2 separate regions of the Rattus norvegicus genome follow, and region 1 is linked to region 2. A link is a contact called in public Hi-C data. All regions are on one chromosome and are shown on one strand. Each heading gives the region's core, a stretch centred on a gene start, on an enhancer-like site or on the middle of the called end of the contact. The rest is flanking DNA. Distances are from core to core; before and after follow the strand shown. Region 1 holds the start of Kctd12 (potassium channel tetramerization domain containing 12). Region 2 has its middle 80 kb from the start of Kctd12.

Region 1 (4,679 bases), core at 412-2,911, 79 kb before region 2:
CTGTGCCTGCAATTAAGCAGGCTGGTCTGGGGCCTGATTTTACTTCAGCTCTGTGGCATGAGTCGCAGTAATTGCTTGGCAGACATAAACATTTGCAGAAATGAAAGTGACACTCGTCCGTGAGAAGACGATCAAGCTCATTGGACAGTCACACAAAGGGTAGACATCGTTATTAAGACAAAGATCTTTCTGGGCTTATTGTGATTGACAGCCTGTCCTTCAAAGTGATCTGATAACTGTTCAGATGGTCAACCCTTTGCCTCTTGGCTGCTCGAAAGGAGATGTTGCTATTCAGCCTTGAATTCTCCACAGCCTGATGCCCCGCAATGCATAGGAGCATTTATTAACCTCGTGGTTTCCTGGAGCCTCCTCTATCCAGGGCTCCTTGAACCCTTTACTTATTTATTTGCCAAAATCAGCGATCAGATAACACTCCCACGTGCCACGTGCAGAGATGGAAATTTGAAGAGCAACCTGCCTCTCCCTCTGCGAGAAACACAGAAGGCTTCCCGGCGGAGGCAGAGTTCTGTGGACTGCAATTTGTGCGTGACTGCAAACGCTGAGCTAGTAGGAGACCATAGAGAGCAGGGCTGGACCTAAAGGGCCTTCAAACACATCCTCTTCTCTGGTGGGCGGTCTGGCCAAGCACAGAAGAGAAAGACGGAGGGAGGAGAACACGGGCTGCTGGACTTTTAAAATAGCTCTTCGGGGCTGAAAGTCATTTTTTTTTTGTATATGTGCATTAAAATTTCAAGGAACAAATAAAATATTAGTAGAATTTTAGTAAAATAATTAGATACTAATAAAATCAGTAAAAGAAAATATTAGATTGGAATTTTCTGGTGAAATTCACAGAAAGGAACTGGATGCCTCGCAGTCCGCTCTTGGAGGCACTTAGTAGTTTTCATGGCGACGTAGTACCAGCCCCCCACCTTTTGTGCCCACCCAACTTCCTCTCCTAGTCATTTCTGTACTATGTTGAAGTTTCCTAACCAGAGACTTTATGCACTCGTAAAATAATCTAACAGAGCATTTTCGCGAAGCATCCTCTTGTGGTTGCTAGGGATTTTTCGAGGCTATACGGTAGTCACGTGAAAAACCTTTGGGTGCTCTGGGTTTGGAGGGACCCCCGCGTCCCTTCAGAACTTCCAGAGCCCCAGGGATGGATGTTCTACAGCAGCGCTCTGCACTGTTAGAAGCCTGTAGGTCTAGAGGGCGCTAGCCGCAGGCAACCAAGCTTTTCGACTCTGCCAGAAAGTTTCCAACCCCTTCTGGAGTCCCCGGGTGCGGGCTGCGGTCAGCCGAGAAGGGCGGCAGGAGGGGAGGTGGGGACACAAGATGTTCGCTTTAGAGAACAGCCTCCTGGGGAAGCGCCGAGGCTCTGACCCACTGCGGAGGAAGAAGAGGAGCTGGGTTGGGGCGGGCGGTGACAGCCGGGTCGCCCCTCGGAGCGCGCGGGTCAGGGTGGAGCCTGCTGCCCGGAGCCGCGTCAGCGTTTAGCATGCAAATGCATTCCCCGCTCCTCCCCCACCCCCACCCCGCCCCAGCCCTCCCCGCCCCGGGAGCGAGCTCAGCGGCTCCGCAGCCGCCCACGCCTCCTGCGCGCCGCGGCGCCCGAGCGGGCGGCTCTACTTAAGCGGCGCGCGGGCCGCGACCCGCCACTCGCCTGGAGCGCGCGGGCGAGGCGGGCGCAGCGCACCGGGGCTCTCGTGGGCGCACTGCTGCGCGCTCGCTCCGCGCGGCTCTCCGTGGCCAGCCGCCGCCTGAGCGCAGGGCTCCCGGGCTAAGAGCCGCTGCGGCTTCTGATCGCGACCCCGCTCCCTGCCACTTGGCACAGCCCGGCCACCTCTTTTTGGCCATGGCTCTGGCGGACAGCACCCGAGGATTACCCAACGGGGGCGGAGGCGGAGGTGGCAGCGGCTCGTCGTCGTCCTCAGCGGAGCCGCCGCTCTTCCCGGACATCGTGGAGCTGAACGTGGGAGGGCAGGTGTATGTGACCCGGCGCTGTACCGTGGTGTCCGTGCCCGACTCGCTGCTCTGGCGTATGTTCACGCAGCAGCAGCCGCAGGAGCTGGCCCGGGACAGCAAAGGCCGCTTCTTTCTGGACCGGGATGGCTTCCTCTTCCGCTACATCCTGGATTACCTGCGGGACTTGCAGCTCGTGCTGCCCGACTACTTCCCGGAGCGCAGCCGGCTGCAGCGCGAGGCCGAGTACTTCGAGCTGCCGGAGCTCGTGCGACGCCTCGGGGCGCCCCAGCAGCCCGGTCCGGGGCCACCGCCGCCGCACTCGCGCCGCGGGGTGCACAAGGAGGGCTCACTGGGCGACGAGCTGCTGCCGCTGGGCTACGCGGAGCCGGAGCCGCAGGAGGGCGCCTCGGCCGGGGCGCCGTCGCCCACGCTGGATCTGGCTAGCCGTAGCCCGTCCGGGGGCGCGGCGGGCCCCCTGCTCACGCCGTCCCAGTCTTTGGACGGCAGCCGGCGCTCGGGCTACATCACCATCGGCTACCGCGGCTCCTACACCATCGGGCGCGACGCTCAGGCGGACGCCAAGTTCCGGAGGGTGGCGCGCATCACCGTGTGCGGCAAGACGTCGCTGGCCAAGGAGGTGTTTGGGGACACCCTGAATGAGAGCCGGGACCCCGACCGGCCCCCGGAGCGCTACACCTCGCGCTATTACCTCAAGTTCAACTTCCTAGAGCAGGCGTTCGATAAGCTGTCGGAGTCAGGCTTCCACATGGTGGCGTGCAGCTCCACCGGCACCTGCGCCTTTGCTAGTAGCACCGACCAGAGCGAGGACAAGATCTGGACCAGCTACACCGAGTACGTCTTCTGCAGGGAGTGAGCTCCCCACGCCCCTCGCCACTCCGGAGCCCACTTCCCTTCCTCCCCGCGGGGGATAGGATTATAGATACCCTCGCTCCTTCCCTGTCTCCCCATTCCTTCTGCCCCGCCCCCAGGCCCCCAGTAGCTCGCCCAGACCCGTCTGCTCCCCACTTGAGAATCTGCAGCCACAAATCCTCTGGGCTTCTTCGTCTTCTTTGGACCCCACTAACCGAGAGAGTGCCCAGATGTAGCCCTTCACTCACGCTTCCTCTACTCCGGGCCTCCAAACACCCTTCCCCCCAGATTGTCGTGATCTAGTGGGGCAGTGCGGGAGCAGTCGCCAAGTATCTGGGAATGACTGAGTTGCTCAGACCCCGACTGCACGGTGTCTGGCGTGCAGTGAGGACAAGTCCTTGAAATCTTAAACCCTTTGACTCCATAGCGGTTTTCAGAGATCAGAACTGAGAGCGCTGTGTGGAGACAGTGTTTTAAAACGTTGTTACGGACTTGATCCTCATTAGAAAGATAAAAGTTTTAGACAACCGAAAGGAAAACCGTAAGTTGGAATTAAGACCCCATGGAGGCAGTTCAAAGACTGTAAATAAAGTGCTTTTTTTGTTTTTTAAAGTTACAGGTAGAAGTAAATTCTAGTACTGGCAATAGATCTCCTGTGGCTTAAAATTGTAGAAAGCAATCCTCCTGCCTGCGGAGGCGCCCTTTCTCTTCAGCTACTTGCCTGAGCTCTAGGTTTTGTTGGTTAAGTCAGTACTTCTAGGCTAGGAGCAAGGAGCAGGGGGCAAGGTTGCCTAGGCCCGCGGTGACCAATTAATACAGGAATGGTTAGTAGGGTCAGACAGCCCTTACTTAGGTCTAGGACTGTGGGAGGGTTGGGGAGGGAGGAAAGAGGGGAGGAAGGGCGGGAGGGAGGAGGGGACATACTCATTTATTATTTGAGAGTTGGACGTTTGTATGATCCACTTGAGTACGTGCACATTTAAAAAAATATGAAACAGTACGTGTAAACTTAGATTTTATCAAGGTTAGTAAAAGACCTATCTTCAGCTGGAAGTCTATCGAGCCATTTTGAGTCCTAAACTTAGTTGCTAATACCCGTCTAACCTAACCAAAGAGTTACCTAGTAGAATTTTAGTGCTTTGAACATTTATTTTCTTGTTGGTTGTATTTCCTCATTTTTAGCCTATTTACTTAAGCAAAAATAAGTTCGATTTTAGTTACTTAGACTTAAGATCTCTTACTATTATTATTATTAGTAGTAGTAGTATTTTTAAATTGCTGTTTTCTGCAAGCCCAGCAAGTGTGGACTCCTAGGCAGTTCTGAAAACCGGAACAAGGCTCGCTCGCCCTTTCATGCGTTTGCTTGACGTTGCAGTGGAATCTGCTCCTGTCAGAGCTGAAGACAAACGGAAGCGCCCTGGGAGCTGCCCATCTGTAGAGAGCTGTGAAGTGGGATGTTCTTTAAATGAAGGCAAACAAATACTTCAGTGTGGGCTGAGCAATAACGCGGTGTTTTAGGTGAACGCAGCAGAAGCAGGAGACCCGGTTGCCTTACGCCTTTAGTCCCACGTGGAATGAATTCCCAGCGTGGATCCTGTGCACACCACAGCCGGAAGGAGGTGAATCCGTACGCTTCCTGCTGACAGGCATCTTTTGGATGATCTGTGATTACGGAGAAGCCTTTTTATGTGTGTGCTTGTTTTACCATTTCACTCAGAGATGTGTTTTTAAGGATATTTGTAAGAGCCATTTTAAGTGTTTAAATTAGCGCCGTGTTTCCTTCTTTCTAAAAAACGAACCTTGTACTGTATATGTCATCGTGTCCATGGCAGATGTTATGA
Region 2 (5,213 bases), core at 730-3,229:
GACAATTTCAGTAAAGCACCGTCAGTGTTTTTCTAGGATAGTTCCTGGTCCTTATACCATCATCACCATCCTCGTCATCATCATCATCCTCATGATCATCATTCTCATCACCACCACCACCACCACCATCATTACCACCACCTCTCACCATCATCTCCACCACCATCATTTTCTTCATTGTAAAGATTATATGTTTATTAGGCACCTAATGACGAGTGACTTTTATACTGAGTCGAAGTTAAAGATGCAAACTTCTTTTTTTTTTTTTCTTTTCTATTTTTCGGAGCTGGGGACCGAACCCTAGGATTGTCACTCAAGCAGACGCAGTGACACACACTTATGTTTATAGGTATGGCATAAGCAGAAATCAAGCTGCTACCAGCCAGTCTGGGTTGCTCATTACAGACTAGATCCATAACTGGCTCATGAAGAGAACCTCTAAGAGTCATAAAGAAAAGGAGGCGGTTGGCCTTTTTTTGGTTAGTATTTTAGGCCAACAGTGATGATAACTACAGTTTGTCTTTGGTGATTTTTGGCTTTCTGTGATTAAGGAGAATGTAAAGTGGGCAGTAGTACTGGAATTTCTGGGTTTTGTTTGTTTTTGTTTTTGTTTTTTTTTATTTTTTTATGCTTTAAGAGAAGGAGACATGAGGGGGTCAAATGAGCTCTGTACAGCTTTGACCCCAGCTGTACCAGAGATGGTGAAAGGAACAGCCTAGTGTAAAGAGACCAGACCAGAATCATGCCTGGACCCGAATCATAGCTCTGTTCCCAGATACAAGATCTGGGTCAAAACACACAGCCAGAAATTCCTGGTCTTCACTTTCCCTCTGTTTGCTGGGAGTAAAAACCCCTGAAGCTCTAGGGGTGTTAGACCATTTTGTACCCTGAAGATAACCAACTTACAAAGCAAAAAAGGGAGTCCCGGGACTTAGTTCAGTAGGTGGTGAACCTGCCTAACATGTGTAAGGCCCTATGATCCCTAGGTCCACACAGACCCAGCATGATGACACATTTCTGTAATATCCACACAAGGAGAACACGAGGCAAAGGTCATCCTCAGTCACAGGGCAAGTTTAAGGCCAGCCTGGGATACATGGGATCCTGTCTGGAAAACAAGGAGAGCTAAGCTTATTGTTGCTTCCAGTTTTCAGCATTCCTGTTGCTTTGGTTTCGTGGTACGGTGGCATGTCTTGGTGGGACGACACAGTGGAGCAAAATGGCTAACTTCAGGAAGTGGAGGAGGGAGCAGGCAAGAGGAGAGAGAGAGTAGAAGAGGAAGAAGGAAAAGAGAAAGAGGAAGAGACTCTCTCTCACTTCCCCTTATCCTTCTTAAAGATGCACCCAGTGACCTAGGGACCTGCCACCCAAACTCCATCCTTTAAAGATCCTACCACCTCTGAGAGCATCCTGAGGTCTTTGAGGGACATGATGATCCAAACCATAGCTCCAAGTAGATGCCAGAGAGCAGCCATTGTTTTCTCTGTACAGCAGAAGGAACAAGGGACGTTTAACAGATGGGGGACCTACACGAAACATTTTAGAGGCAAGAAATTCCCTGTGAATATGTGTTTCCTAAAGACAGTGTAGTCCCAAGTGCAAATCTACAGATATATAATCTGAAGAAGCTTTAAAAAATCCTAAAAAGAAAAAAAAAACCCTTATTAAAACCCACCTTAAATTAGTGCGGATTATGTCTGTCATCAGCAGAGAAATCTCTCTCACATCTTTGACTAGTGGCCATGAGGGTGGCAGGACGGGCTTGGGGTTGTTCGCAGATGTTGCAACCTTGAAACGTTCAGTGCTGCCACTCTGTGTGTGGGTTTCCATGCTGGACCACAATTTCCCTTTTACGAGTTTCCCCGTGGTTGTGCTGCAGCAACAGGCTGAGCTGCAAAGAGACACAGTTGTCTAAAACGTACCTCGTCTGCACCTAGAGAGGGCGTTGAGTTTTGTCCCCACTCCAGACCATTCAGCTGGCACTTGCGCAAACAGGTCTTTTGGGCGGAGCAGGCCAGATGCCTTGGGAGGCCTGTGGTTAGTACAGAGTCTCATAGCTCCTGTTCAGAGAAGCCTTAGGCTAGATGTTCTCCAACTCTTCCATGATTAGATATCTCCCCTTCCTCATTCCTCTTTGTAAACGACAGGGTGAGGCATAGAAGTAGAGAGGTTTTGGAGACCTGGATTCTAGCCTGGCTCTGCCTGGTGTAATGCCGGGTCTCCCTACGCTCTCTCCAGGATAGTGTTTTCATCATAGAAGGTAGGCAGAGATCCTTCTATGTTTAGTTGCCCTCACTTTTCATTGCTGGGGCACATAGAACCTGACTCAGTGGTCTCACAAGATCCCAAATACAGAGGCTGTGGCTCTCCGCGGGGAGCCAGTACTTCAGTGCGCATGCCCAGTGTCCTACGTGTTTGCTGCCCAGTCTGGCACAGTGGTTTCCTGTTTGTTTCACCATTTTCAGTACAGAGCAGAGGGTGCAGGGAGCACTATGTTCAGGAAGGAAGTGAGAGGATTGAATGTGGCAGCAACTGGGACAGCTTTTTTTTCTTTTCCTCCAGAGGATGAGCAAGGAGGTCAGAGTATCAAAATATTTCCATTTGCTTGTTAGAAAAACAGAGCGGGTGGGTTGCTGTATGGCAGAAAGCAAGCACCAGTTCTTGTTGACAGGAGTTAGGGCTCCAGGCACACTGCTTTCTGAGAACTTCCCACTTTGCGATAGGACTCTCGCACATAGCATTTCAGTAGAAATCACTCAGCTCAGAGTGGGGCGTGGTGCCCCAGCTGCGGGCCTTCCCACTTGGACAGGCCCGTCGTTCACGCGCATGTCTCCTTGTGTGTTGGGAAAGCAGAGTTTACATGACACCTACAGTTCCACACATGGGCTTTTGTCCCCACAGCGAACTTCATACCCAGTGTGGGGAGCAGCAGCTCAGACATGAGATGGGTCAATACAGGGGAGCAGAAATGATGGGCCAAGCAGTTTGTTATAAAAATACCTAGGGTACCTAAGGGATGCTGGGAGTGGGAGAAATAGACTTCCCCAGGGATGAGCACACCGACTGACTAGTCAGTAACTAACGGTCATCTCCGAAAACACGGGTACAGATAATAGATTGGACAGGTTGCATTTATGTTACATACATACATACATACATACATACATACATACATACATACAACTATACACAAACATGCACATAACGTATTTAACAATTAACATAAAAAAAGTCATGGGTTTGAAAGAAAGTAAAAAGGAGTCTATGCGAGGGGTTGGAGAGAGGAAAGGGAAGAGGAAATGATGTAATTGTAGTTTCAAAAAATAAAAGAAATAATACATAAACACTCCGATTATGTCATCTTCATAATCTAGACATCCCAGACACATTGCTTGGTTTTGTAAATACAGACACACTTAAAACAATGAGATTCTGTGACCCCTAACGTCCCCTGCCTCAGGCCGATGGGCCAAGTTCTTTTTCTTCAATGGGTTCTTGGAAATGACTACTGTCGGCAGCACAGAGTGCGTGAAGTGGCAAATGGAATTGCAACCTATTCCTCCAGGAGCAAGGGTGAGACATGGACAGAGACTTTTTTGTTCTTACTCCAGTAACTTTCTAACTGTCACAGCCAGGGGATCACAGAATTTGATGCTTTTGCTGCTCAGTGCTCCGGGTGAAATTCAGTCCAAATTGCTACAGTTAGAGAAGCGAACTTAGTTCCTTCCTTTAGAGAGGCAGGGAGAAGAAATTCCAATTTTCTGCCTCAGCTCAGTGCATCCTGCCTGAAGGGCCGTGGGGCCTGGATGCTGATCTGGCCACCGACTCGGTTTGGGAGGGAAGATGGGTATCAGCAGATTTTCAGGCTCAGCCCTAGTGTGGAAACAGATGCCCCAAAGCAGAACAGAATCCTCTCCGACCACGGTCTTGGCTGCCGCCACAGCTCGCATGGCCACCATCTGCTATAGTAATGCCTCCCCACCCCCCAGCGACACTCCTTGCTTCTGGTAACCTTCCCATGTGAGTAGTATCACTGATCTGGGAGACTGAAAGCTATAAATAATAGCTTTAGCAGCCTAGCTCTAGCCAAGAGCAGACTCCTTCCTCTCTAGGAAAGGGAGAAGTAGGCTGTTACCTTCGTCTGTTCCTTTCCCCCTCTTACCATTTGTCTCTTATCAATTTCCTTCCGTGCACTAGCTCCTGGTGCTGTCTTGGCTTACAGGTTGTGTCTGAGGAACATCTCAGAGCTCTGAAGTTCTATCTCCCCACTTAGCAGAAACTTTAGTTGGAGGGAGGAAATCAATGCTTATTCTAGAGGGATTTTATTTTATTTTATTTTTTTAAGGCTGACTTAGGTGCCAAATACTTCTAGCTCCTGAGTTACTTTTGAGTTAGGTGGCCTCTGGAATGCTACTCTTTGACCTCAAAGCATCCACGTTATTTGGTTTACAGTTGTAAGTAGACTGGCACAGGTACCAATTAATTTCTCATCCTGCCTTCGGAGTAACAGCACTAAAGCATGGGAGTGTCAGCTTCTAACAGGCCGCACCGAGTTCAGTTTCTTCAGGCATTCCTCCATACTTTCATTCGGCATGCCTTTTGAAACGAGAGTTCAGATCTGGCTCTAACTTAAGGATGTTGGGTGTCATAGCTGTTCTGCCATCTCGGAGCACTGCGACCCAGGTGCCGGAAGGAGGAACATGCATCTCGTACTTGTAGAGTTGAGTCCAAGATCAAGGTGCTGGCTGGTTTGTTTCCTGGCAGGAACTTGTTTCCTGGTCTCACAGATGGCTGATGCCTTTCTGTATCTTCTCCTGGGAGCGAGGGAGAGTGTACGGAAGAGCACAAGAGAGAAAGAAACATGGCCACAGGTCCTTTGGCACTTATTAAAAAGGAAGGTATTGTAAGGGTTGAGTTCCTTTATCAACTTGGCAGGATGTGGAATCTCCTGAGAGACATACCTCTGGGTGCGCCCGTCACCGTCAGGGTGTTTCCTGAGAAGTTTAGATGAGGATGGAAAAACCTACCCCTCCTGTGTGAGATACCTTTCACATCCCTAACTGATTGCTGGTGCAAAGCAACCTAGTACCTCAACTCTTCTGTCACTGTGGGTCCTGCAACCAAGTCTTCTATAACCACCTTTCTTGTACCATGATAGTGTGAGCAAAAATAAACGTCTCCTTAAATGCTTTTAGGAGGTACAGAATACAAAC

Evidence for each region. A called contact is a pair of places that touch in the nucleus more often than the background predicts.
Region 1: a Hi-C map of liver shows a contact between it and region 2, with 6 times the contacts expected there. The contact joins the promoter of Kctd12 here to the enhancer-like site in region 2. A contact is called at or near these places in 5 of 12 Hi-C or Micro-C datasets (Schwann cells, frontal cortex, kidney and 2 more).

Annotation. Positions count from the first base shown.
Region 1 is chr15:86,217,707-86,222,385 of GRCr8, reverse strand. Kctd12 (potassium channel tetramerization domain containing 12) reads left to right here and starts at 1,661. Exons shown (of 1, transcript NM_001399515.1): 1 at 1,661-4,679. The coding sequence starts at 1,859. The coding sequence ends at 2,842.
Region 2 is chr15:86,138,062-86,143,274 of GRCr8, reverse strand. No RefSeq gene overlaps it. Among named protein-coding and RNA genes, the nearest start is that of Kctd12, 80 kb to the left of the region's middle. Within about 2 kb of position 1,979, at least 31 of the 93 cell types and tissues checked have an H3K27ac peak or open chromatin away from gene starts, as enhancers often do. A contact at or near this core is called in liver, where this site is marked.